Regions from separate parts of the Rattus norvegicus genome. Here region 2 is linked to region 1. The links are chromatin contacts, called in public Hi-C maps. All regions are on one chromosome and are shown on one strand. Each heading gives the region's core, a stretch centred on a gene start, on an enhancer-like site or on the middle of the called end of the contact. The rest is flanking DNA. Distances are from core to core; before and after follow the strand shown.

Region 1 (5,953 bases), core at 2,088-4,587:
TACTTACTGTAGGGAAAGCAACACCAAAAGAAGGTGAATCACTCAGAGAGCTGAGCTGTTGGCTGACCTGGGATCTGATAAAAATGCAACCACATTAGTTACTGACGGTGAAAAAAAAATCTCACTTTCTTTTCAATTCTTAACAGGGTTCTGGGGGTTGGGGATTTAGCTCAGTGGTAGAGCGCTTGCCTAGGAAGCGCAAGGCCCTGGGTTCGGTCCCCAGCTCCGGAAAAAAGCAAAAAAAAAAAAGAAATGGAAACAGGGTTCTGCATTTTAATTAGTACCCTCATATTATTTATGCCAGGGACCCTTACAGATAGGGAAGACCATAAAGTGCATTGTTTTATCATGAATGATGTAAATATTTTAGAAGAGGTTGCAGAGGATTGAAGTTCAGTTATCAGCTCCTAATCACGTGTAACTCCAGCCCCAGGGGATCCGATTTTTTTTTTTTGACCTCCAAAGGTACATGCAGACCTCTGTCCCTACACAATTAAAATATAAATAAAAATCTTTAAAAAAAATAAAAATGTGAGACTATTTGATTAAATTTGTTTAGGGCTTAACAAGACTCCATTTTTAATTTAAGTCAGTTGAAATAAGAAATAAGTTGTAAGAAATGAGAACTTTACCTAGGGACAAAATTTGAACACTCAGTCTTTGCAAAGGTCTCACTGGAACCCATGCATGTCTGAGTCAAGGCTATGCTGGAAACTCCACAGAAAACAGAAGAGTGGAAAGGTGCTTTAAATCATTCTCACTTTTTAATTTGGTATGCATTCTCATCCCAGTTATTAATAAGTAGTATAAAAATGTCTTCTACGACTTTGGAAGGTATGGAAAGGAAGGCTAGAAAGTCATCTATGAAAATTATAAGTTAGGTAGACATTACAGTACATGTGTACCCTCTAATAACATCAGACACGTAGATGAGGTTGAATAAAACACAGGGTAAAACGTATTCATCCAGGCGCATCTGTTATTACTCTAATCTTGCTGTGTATTACAGAATTTACCGCATGACATTGCAACCGCCTGGTGATGCTTCTGCATCTTCACTAGTGTGGGACAGTAGAACTTGTATCTTAATCACCTCACTGGTAGGGTAGTAGGGTTTGCTCAAGGAGAAAACATTAAACAGTAAGTTTTGTTTGAACAGTCAAAACTGAAAAGAATACCTCCCATAAGGCCATGATATTTAATATGCTATGTGCCAATGTTAGGCAGCATAGTGTTAGATCGCTACACAGACCAGCTGTCAATAGATTTCTACAAGCTATAATCATTAACTAGAATTTACACCACTATTTTCAATGTAATATTCAGCATGAATTGCTTAACTTGTTTAAAGCTAATATTTTACCCATTTATTTCAATTCAGTTTCAAGCACTCTGAAACCCTGCCTGTGTCTATAAACTCTCTTCTTTGGGTAGATTGAGGATGGGATCCTCAGCAATGGGTTTCATTTCTGTAACAAACATAGAGAACAGCATTGGCCCGAGAGCTGACGAAACACTGCAGGAGCATGAGGGAGTTGGCATAAATACTTAGGCTCACAAGGGACCTCTGTGCAGGAAGCCTCATCATACACCTGGCCACTGTTTTCTGGAAGTTTATAATCAAAAGCAGAAATAAGCTCCCAGTGAAGATCGCCAGGGAATCAATCACTCCCTCCCCTCGAGCTTGGGGGGTGGACATTGAGTGCACGAAAGATCAGGGAGACAAAAGTCATGACTCAGCATTCTTGAATGCACATTGAGATATTCGTAGGTTCACTACAGCAACCGACAATGTACAATCATTTTCAGGAAGTCACATGGTCGTTTTTGCTCTGTATTAGCAGGTTTTCTATAATCAGGCAGCTACAACGGGGCTTGGTAATGGCCAACACTTTTTATCTAAAGCACAACCTGCTTAGAACTCTTCAGGACTGACATTGTAAGGATGTAAGTTCCCGACCTTAAAATCAGATATTAAAACTCCAGAAAGCGCACATTAGTTTTGTGGGTGACTTTTTCACCAAATCAATATAGAATTATGGATTCCTCTACAGAGCACTTCCTTCCCCACTGAAGTATCAATTTTCTGATCGGGTACTCTGAACACCTTATCACATTCCTATTTCAGTGGACAGGACAGGACAGCAAAATCAAAGTCTGCAGGAGCCCCTTTATCATAAGTAATACATTTTTTCATCATAGTTCTGTCGTTAAAACACAAACAATATCCGTGGGATTATTTTTTAAGTAAATCTATCTTACCTAAGTTTTTTCAATAAATCGTCATTACTGCCTGATTTTTTTAAAAATACCATTTTCCATAGAAAAATGTAAATGAAACATATATGTGAAGTCAGATGTCACTGTAATTGCAGCTCAAATGTGACCATATGATTAGCCAAAGTAAGTTTTTAAACTATGAACTGTGACCTTGGGTGGCTCAGACTTTTTGTGGGGACAGGACACAGTCATTTCTGTACTGGCTTTAACACACCAGGACACAGCACTCCTATCTACTTCACCAGTAGTGTGCTTCCAAACAGCCCGGGCTATTTACAGTTACCCTTCTTTATTTGATAGGACTCAGGGACCCCTTCATCACAGTCCCCAGCAGCAATGCCAGAACCCAGTGCTCAATCACTCTTACACAGCATTTGGGGGGGGGGTGTCTTTGCTTTTGTTGTTTTGTTTTTTGTTATTTTCCCCAAGCGTCATTTGGGTCACGAATCTACCTAGAATTATTCAAGGAAAAACCATTGTCCTTAACCTTTATTCCGTTTTCTACAATGCACTTGAAGAGACAAAGTCCTTGCCTAGAGAGCAGATAATCAGATCCATCTCCTGAGCCCTCTGAAGTGCTCTAACAGCCTGGAGACCCGGGAAGCCCATTCAGTTTGCTTTGCTTCGGGTAGCAGAGGTATTGTCTTAAATACACTTCCATTAAAAGAAAACATAACTGAACCCAACAATCACGAGCAACTGCACAAAAGTGTCAGTGAAAGAGAAGTGCACTATTTAAATGTTTCCATCTGGTCTGAGGAAAAAGCACAGCGCAGAACGTTCTGCAAGGTTTGCAGCCTGTTACTAATGATGCCGAGCACTGGCCAAGTACGCTGCCCAGAAAATACCAAACAGCATAAGCGGAGAACACTACCTTCGCAGCGGCATGATTTCACAAGCCATCCTCGTGTGTGAATCTGCACGGGATCCTCGAGTGTCTTCCAGGCAAGCCCTGTGTGCAGGGCCCGCGGAACACACAACCTGATGAAGCTGACACTGCCTCTCCACCTCCAGCTGCAGGCAAGGATATTTATCGGCTGCCTCCACATTTACACTGCAGTCCACTTTGACCTTTTGTTCCAGCGAAGCAGCTGAAACCCAGAGCCAATCAGAGGAGGAGCAGTGGAGTGTGAAAGGCTGCTCCTCCCCCTGATCCTCCTCCTGCTTCTCCCGCTCCTCCTTCTGTCCCCACCCCACTTCGCTCTGCTCGCTGCTTAGTGGGCTTGGCAAGCCCCAGCAACCTGAAACTTTCCTCTGAGAGGTTCCAGACAAGTCTGTCAGTCTGTGAAGAGTAACCAATAACTGCAGGGGAGCCCAGTCCTGCAGGGCTCAAAGTGCAAGAAAGCCAGCAAGGAAATGCATTGTCAAGGACAGACAGCGTTCCTTAAGGTCCTGTTTTTGAGGCCCAAGGGAAGAGTTGGACTGCACTTTGTTTTCCTAAAATAAATAGACAAATAAAAACTACTCAAACAGTAACCAGAGAAGGCTTTTCCAGCCTTTTCCAGATGAAAGAATACCTGGACCCTTGCCCTACCCACATTTTCTTCCCCAGATACTTATTTACACTAGGCTGTGAGCAGTTCCTGGTGACATCACTCACGGGAAGGAGGACACCGTGCCCTAAGAAGGTTCAGGTTCTCAGGAGATCAAAATGTCTACTAGCATGGTTCTTCCGTTTGTTGTTGTTGTTTTTTTATTTCATTAATATGAAGTGAATGTAGCTATTTGCATATTATTTTTTTCTACCCAAAATATCAACTGTACTTGGAAGAGACTTGTTTCTTATTATATATTCTTCTATTTTACAAAACCACTTTTCCAAGAAGGGTTCTAAGTGGTCGTTGGTTATTTTTTATAATTTTGTATTTCACACCTATGTATGTGTATGTATGTATATATGTTTGCCTGCATATGCACATGTGTACCACAAGTGTGACTATTGTCAGAGGGGGCCAAAAGGGGGCATAGAATCCTTTGGAATTAGAGTTACAAATGGCTAAGTGGCCATGCTGGGAACCAAACCTGGGTCCTTTGGAAGATCAGCCAGTACTCCAGCCCCTATTATTTCTTTAGGAATACTATTTCTAGGAAAGTATGAAATCATAGATTCATAAGTATGAATTCATAGATACAAAGCAAAAAACACATTATATATAGTTTATTTCACATTATGCAAATTTAACGAGTTCTAACACAGTCACAATCATTATTTTTAGCAGCAGAAAGAACAGAGACCCAGTCAATGACATTCAAAAACTATGCCAGCTTAAAGACTTTCCTGTAGTTTTTCTCAGCTTGCTATTTTTTTAACAGATTACTCAGGAAGCTGAAATTGTCACTATATTCCCTTTTGATAGTATATTTGTACTTTTTTGCATTTAAATTATTACTTCTATTTCTAGAACCAACCTCATTATCAACATCATCATATTTTTGAGCAGTCTTGATGTCTCAGTTATTTTTCCTTTGCTGTGAAGGGACATTGTGATCAGGGCAACTTTTAAACGAAAGTATTTAATTGGGAGCTTGCTTCCCATGTCAGAATTTAGTCCATGACTATCACAGTAGGTAGCATGACAATTGAGAGAGAGAGAGAGAGAGAGAGAGAGAGAGAGAGAGAGAGAGAGAGAGAAGCTAGTGTGGGCTTTTCAAACATCAAAACCTATTCTCAATGACACAACTTCTCCAACAAGGCGACATCTCCCATCTTTTACAAATAATTACACCAACAGGGAAGCAAGCATTCAAATGTGTGACATATGGTAGCCATTCTCATTCAGACTACCACATCTTTTTTTGTCGTGGATCATGGGTGGTTAGGGTGCAGAAGGACACATCACAGTTGTTAAAAGCACTCTTCTGGAAAGTGTTTACAGCCGGTAAAAACATAATTTTTATATTTGGCCTTGGCATTTAAGAGTATAGTCTCCTTTTTTCTCAGCTTTAGATTAGGCACTGTAATGTTGAACTGAGCCAAGGTCATATCTATATCTGGGTAGTCTTTTCTTTTTTTATTAAGAAGACTCATTAATGAGAAACAGTTCTCCAAATAACATCTCATATGATTAAAGTATAATGTCTGAGGATTGTTAAAGAAACATGCTCATCATTTTCATCCTGGTTATACTTTCTTGCTTCATGTTGAAGATCAGGTAGGTGGGTTAAATTAACCATATTCTTTTTAATGTCAAGGCCAGTTTAACATCTGGTCCTTATGTGTTTATTGGACTTGGGAGGAAACCCTGGTTCCTCTTGTCTTTCTTTTGACAGCTAGTCTACTTATGAGATGATAAGTCAAAGGCCTTGTTTGACCATTGTTTCATTTGGAAATGTGAAGCAAATATTTTGTCTTTGCTGACTCTCTTTTTTGTAGACACTGTAAGAGTTCACGTAGTGGTATTTCCATGGCCTCCCTGAACAAAAGAACAGGTGGCTCGCCATAGTCTTTTGAGAGATGCTCCACAGATGACTGGAACTGTGGTGAGCTTGGAAGGTAAGGGGGGGGAGTATTCTCTCTTTAATTACTTTGACCACATCAGTGTAAGACACAAAGTATGGGTATCGAACACTGGTTAGTTACACCGGTCTGCTATTTTTATTACTGTGCAATATTTAGATAAAACTTGAACTGAAATCAAGTACTTTAAGTAAACCTTGATTAGACATACATTAA
Region 2 (5,953 bases), core at 1,630-4,129, 260 kb after region 1:
AAGTGGATTGTAACAGCACAAAGGGTAGGTAGTTGACCAGCAACTGTGCTTTTTAAGGCATATTAAAATAGAAGGCCGAGGGTGTCTTTCATTCAGGAACATAAATCATTGAGGTGGGTAGTGACCAAGTGCTGTGATTTATTAAAATCTTAACTATACATATCATGTTAGCCCTTTCCCCCATATATCAACAGAGATCACACTATCTCACAAAGTGTTTAATGGGTTAAGAGATGATGCATATTTGAGAGGGAAAGAAATAATAAGGAAAGGCAAAATGTCTATTTATTAATTGTTTGAGACAGGGTTCCATTATGCATCCCAGGCTAGCCTGGAACTTGCTAGTAGCCCAGACTGGATTTCCTGATCCTCTTATTGTTTGGGTGCTGAGATTACAAGTGTGGACCATGATTTATGTCTTTTGATTGCAAGATAGGTTACAATACATTTTAAAAAGACTAAGTACACAATTACTCCTATAATAAAGAAAAAAAGAATCTGATGCTTCCCAAAGCATTTGCAAAGGAATGAAAGAAATCTGAGACTTGGGAAATGAGAAGATAATTGGAGTATACCAAGAGGAAGAGAAGCTGTGACGCAAAGAGAAGAGATCTGGCTATGAGAAATTCCCTGGGGCCCACAGGGCTTTTAGGAAAGAAGGGTGTGGAACTTGCTTACTTGTTTTTCTTTCTTTCTTCCTTCCTTCCTTCCTTCCTTCCTTCCCTCCCTCCCTCCCTCCCTCCCTCCCTCCCTCCCTTCTTTCTTTCTTTCTTTCTTTCTTTCTTTCTTTCTTTCTTTCTTTCTTTCTTTCTTTCTTTCTTTCTTTCTTTCTTAATTAGAGTCTCCTACAGCCCAGACTGGTCTCAAACTTGATATGTCACCTAGGATGACCTTAAATTTCTGGTCCTTCTGTTTCCATATCCCAAGTGCTATATTAAAGCCATGTCCTAAAATACCCCATTTTATGCAGTGCTTCGAGACAGAGCCCAGCGCTCTATGCATGCTAGATAAGAACTTTTTTCTAATGATATATTTTTAAAAATACACTTATTGTTTCCTTGTTGGAGATAAGTCTCCCAGGGGTGCTCAGGCTGGCCCCAAAGCTCTGAGCTCAATCAATCATCCTGTCCCAGGTTTCCTAAGTAACTAAGACTGCAAATGTCTAGCACCACACTCATCTGGGCCAGGCTACTTTTGTTTTGAGCAATTTTAGGTTCACCGTAATTTGAGTACAAGACAGATTTCCTGTCTTCATGCTGCTGCTCCATTATCAACACCCTTACCAGTGTGGTACTACCTGTCACAACTATGAACCTCCCATTACCTCCTATCCATACCTGACTCGAAAGTTCACTTTTGATAGTATGCCTTCTACATGTTAGACAAATGTATGTCACATGCACAACTACAGAAACACACATTTTACTTAGTGTTTTAAATCCTGAGTCTGCCACAGTTCACAACATATCATACCTCCATAACCACAGACCAAAAGGAGAGACACCAGAAAGAACTAAACCTTTTTTTTTTTTTTTTTTTTTTGGTTCTTTTTCGGAGCTGGGGACCGAACCCAGGGCCTTGCGCTTCCTAGGCAAGCGCTCTACCACTGAGCTAAATCCCCAACCCAGAACTAAACCTTTTAAAGACACTGCTACCTTAAAAATGTTGTTAAAGGCCTGTAAATAGAATTGTTTTGAGTGACAGAGAACAGCTATAAAATGAAACCCCAACCACATTATGGGAAAGGAAATTAGCTTCCAGAAAGTGGGATGGGCAAGCAAGGCAGGAGTTATTTTCCTTTTGTAATATCATAGGCCACAGTGACCCCAGGAGGCTGGAAGAGGAAAGAAATGCCAGGCAAGCAAAGTACAGCCTGATTTCCATGAGGTTGGCCTCTGTGAAAGCTAGCTCTCCTCTGTTAAAGAGACGAGCAGGTGGTGCAGTGTTTTTGCTCACTCCTTAGGAATGAGAAGGGACAAGAGAACTTTTTAAAAGCAATAGAAATGAAATTGTACTTTACTAGAAATGGTCATTCAGAACTGCCCAGATTGCTTCGTTGGAGGCTTGAAGCAGGTAAGAGCTGTGAGAAGTCTACTTTCAGGCAAAATTAGGCCTTGCCCAGCAACGTCATTCCAATGATAGCACAGATAGATCAAAGATCAAAGGATTTCTATTTAATAGGCCAGACAGTGGAAGGCTGGAACTCAGGACGACAGCACAGATATGACTTGGGAGACAGAAGGGGGCCTGGAATCAACATTTCTTCTCTGCAGAGTGAATGCTCAGTCTGATTTCGCTTTCCTGGTACTAGAATTCTATGGGGGAAAAAAAAACCCGTCTGTCTTGAGAAACAGAAGTTAGAATACTCCAGATCAGGTTGTGGTTTATGGAAGAAGGATTTAAAAACAATAACAACATCCAAAAAACGATTGTGCTAGAGAGGGGTCTCTGGGACTGATTCAGGTGGAAGTTTTGAAATTCCGCTTTGACAGCAGGTGGTGATCCTTACATTCCTGCTCCAGCATAAGGTCCTCTGTGCCAAGTGTCTTTCTGGCTCGCCCCTGCTATCTGGCTCTGTGTCGCCGCAGTCGCAGAAGAAGGCACGCAGGCTCTGTGCACTCCCTGGGGTCTTACCTGAATGAAAACCTTGCAATTGCTACTCCTACCTCATTTGCAGTCCGGCCACTTGGAATGACCCTGCGTCGCCCTCTGCTGGCTTCAGCTGTGAGCCACAAGCTGAGTGTCCGGAGGCGGAGCATTGACTAAGTCCCGCCCCTCCTCCAAGAAGCCACGCCCCTCAGCGGGCTCGCCCGCGCATCCCCGCCCCCTCGCCGACAACACGTTCCTGCGGGGGCGCGCGCGCGTACCTAATCCCCTGCCTTCCGGCTTGGCCGCGCAGCTCCGTTGCGCGCTCACTCTGCGGCGGCTGGCGGGGTCGGCTTCGCTGGGGACTTCCATTGCTGGCTCTGTTTTCTGGCCGGTCAGGCAGAACGATGCCCGCTCCCTGCTTCCCGGCGTCCCGCGCGCCCGGTGACCATTAGCCCGCTGCAGGGTTGTGGCGGTGATCCCCTGCCTCCGACTTTCACCCAGCGTCCGGCTCGGAGCTTGCTGGCCGGCGGGGAGAGGCCCTGGTAGTGTCAGGAGGTAGGCTCTCAGCTCCCGGGTGGTGCCTGCGAGCGTTAATTTGTCTATTACCTGTCAGGTTGATAGGTGGAGATGACCTAGCCACAGTTGCAGGGGTAGGTATGAGTAATATCGTGGACTGATACTGAAAAGAAAACGTGTTTGATATTTTCCTATAGGTTTCAAAGGCTCGAGTACCTCTACAGACCCAGCAGCTACTTCTGTGGTCATGGAGATCATCTTCTACCAGGATTAATGTACGATCTTCACCCAGCTTATCACCCCCTAGTTGCAGCGTTGGGTCCTGATTTCCACCAATGAAGTTTTTTTATCCTTTCTTGAATCATGTGACATTACTTCTTGTCCGCTGTTTCCCTTTCAGTTGCCAAATCCATTAGCTATAAGTTCTTGTTGATTTAAAGTACTGAATTGTTTGCCTGTCCCCTTACACTGACAGCTCACCTCTGCTAGCTATGACTTTCATAGGTACTCACCAGGAGTCCTTGCCTTGAATCGGGCAGAATCGACAGAGACAACAACAGTCAGGCAGTGAGTCGTCCTGCTCTGTTTTTCTGTCTGTTAAGTGTGCAAGCCCGAGTAAAACTGTATTCTTGAACATAGCGTAAGAAAAACGAAAAATAATCCCGCGGTAATGGCAAAAGTTGATGGTCATGAGAATATTTTAGAAACCTCGGTGGCAGGGCAGTATTGATTCAGCTTCCAGTAAGGCTGCAATTCAAGAAAAGAGCAAGGAGGAAGAAGAGAAAATAGGGTTCACTTGAGCTATTCCTTGTTGTAGGAACAGGTTAAGTTCTAAATGAAATGAAAAAATCAGACTTTCTTTGAAAATTGTTATACCATCCAAGTCCTAGGGTACAGCTGAGGACTCTTAAGCCTCCATTTTCTGGTCTCTTTGTGTTCACATCCAAGTTGTTAATTGTCTAAAATAATTAGGCTAAAATGTTGGGAAAACGTAAACGTGTGGTATTGACAATTAAAGACAAACTTGACATTATTAAGAAGCTTGAAGAAGGCAACTCCTTCAAAAAACTCTCTGTCCTGTATGGAATTGGTGAATCCACAGTTCGTGACATTAAAAAAAACAAAGAGAGAATTATAAACTATGCCAACAATTCAGATCCTACTAGTGGGGTATCCAAGCGTAAGTCTATGAAGTCATCAACATATGAGGAGCTTGACAGAGTTATGATAGAATGGTTTAATCAACAGAAAACAAATGGGATTCCAGTGTCTGGAACTATTTGCGCAAAGCAGGCTAGGTTCTTTTTCGATGCCTTGGGTATGGAAGGTGATTTTAATGCCTCTTCTGGTTGGCTTACTAGGTTTAAGCAGCGTCATGGTATTCCAAAGGCTGCTGGTAAAGGCACAAAGTTAAAAGGGGATGAAACTGCTGCCAGTGAATTTTGTGGTAACTTTCAGGAATTTGTGAAAAGAGAAAATCTCCTACCAGAACAAATTTATGGTGCTGATCAAACTGGATTGTTCTGGAAATGTCTACCAACAAGGACATTGGCTTTTGACACTGACCAGAGTACTTGTGAGTATAGGACAAGCAGAGAAAGAATCATTATTATGTGTTGTGCAAATGCCACAGGTTTACACAAGCTTAATCTTTGTGTGGTGGGAAAAGCAAAAAGACCCCGTGCGTTCAAAGGAACTGACCTTTCAAACCTTCCTGTTACGTACTTCAGTCAAAAAAGTGCGTGGATCGAGCCCTCTGTTCTCAAACAGTGGTTTGAGAAGTGCTTTGTGCCACAGGTGCAGAAGCATCTGAAATCCAAAGGGCTTCGAGAAAAGGCAGTACTACTTTTAGATTTTCCTGCAGCACATCCTGCCGAAGAACTGTTGAACTCAGATGATGGCAGAATAATTGTGAAATATTTGCCGCCAAATGTCACAAGTCTAATTCAACCTATGAGCCAAGGAGTTCTAACCACTGTCAAAAGATATTACAGAGCAGGACTTATCCAAAAATACATGGATGAAGGAAATGACCCTAAATTGTTTTGGAAGAATTTGACAGTGTTGGATGCAATTTATGAGGCATCCAGAGCCTGGAACCAGATAAGATCGAGTACCATAACCAGAGCGTGGAGAAAACTTTTCCCTGGCAATGAGGAAAATCCAAGTGTGAGCATTGACGAAGGAGCCATTTTAGCAGCTAATTTAGCAACGGTTTTACAGAATACCGAAGATTGTGAACATGTTAACATTGAAAATATTGGGCAGTGGTTTGACTCCCGGAGTAGTGGCTCCAACTGTCAGGTGTTAGCTGACCTTGTAGGTGCTGCGGACCGGGCAAAGGCTGGTGAGCAAAAACAGCCCTCCAGGAAGACTCGGAAAGCAGAACTGAATCCAGAGAAGCATATCAGCCACAGAGCTGCACTTGAGTGGACTGAAAATTTGCTGGATTATCTAGAACAACAGGATGACATGCTACTCTCTGATAAGCTGGTCTTGCGGAGGCTTCGGACCATTATAAGAAGAAAACAGAGAATACAAACTAAAAGTCATCTATAGTCCTCTCTTCTGTCGCTGTGCATTTTCATCTTTGTGACTTTTGTCTGCAGTGGAATTTACCTAAAGCCAAATAAATGTTACACATGACTTTAGGATTAGATGCTGTTCTGGATTAATTAAACTACAGCTCTTTAATGTTGGTTCTGATTGAGCCATGACATGGAATTCACTTGTCAATGTCTAAACTGTGTTATACTAATTAGATCCTAATATACTGGCGGCTGGGAGGTGGTGTGTGCTGAATGTCAACATGTCTAGTGATGGGCAGTGCACACTGTAGGCGCTCAAT

The links. Hi-C and Micro-C count contacts between places; a contact is called where the count stands out from the background.
Region 2: a Hi-C map of liver shows a contact between it and region 1, with 3 times the contacts expected there. The contact joins the promoter of Tigd2 here to the promoter of Fam13a in region 1. A contact is called at or near these places in 8 of 12 Hi-C or Micro-C datasets (the A7r5 cell line, Schwann cells, frontal cortex and 4 more).

The regions. Positions count from the first base shown.
Region 1 is chr4:89,482,567-89,488,519 of GRCr8, forward strand. It overlaps Fam13a (family with sequence similarity 13, member A), which reads right to left and starts at 3,338. Exons shown (of 18, transcript NM_001100862.1): 1 at 3,155-3,338. The coding sequence starts at 3,183.
Region 2 is chr4:89,741,637-89,747,589 of GRCr8, forward strand. Tigd2 (tigger transposable element derived 2) reads left to right here and starts at 2,880. Exons shown (of 2, transcript NM_001305180.1): 1 at 2,880-3,144; 2 at 3,303-5,953. The coding sequence starts at 4,084. The coding sequence ends at 5,664. It also overlaps the pseudogene Acbd5-ps1.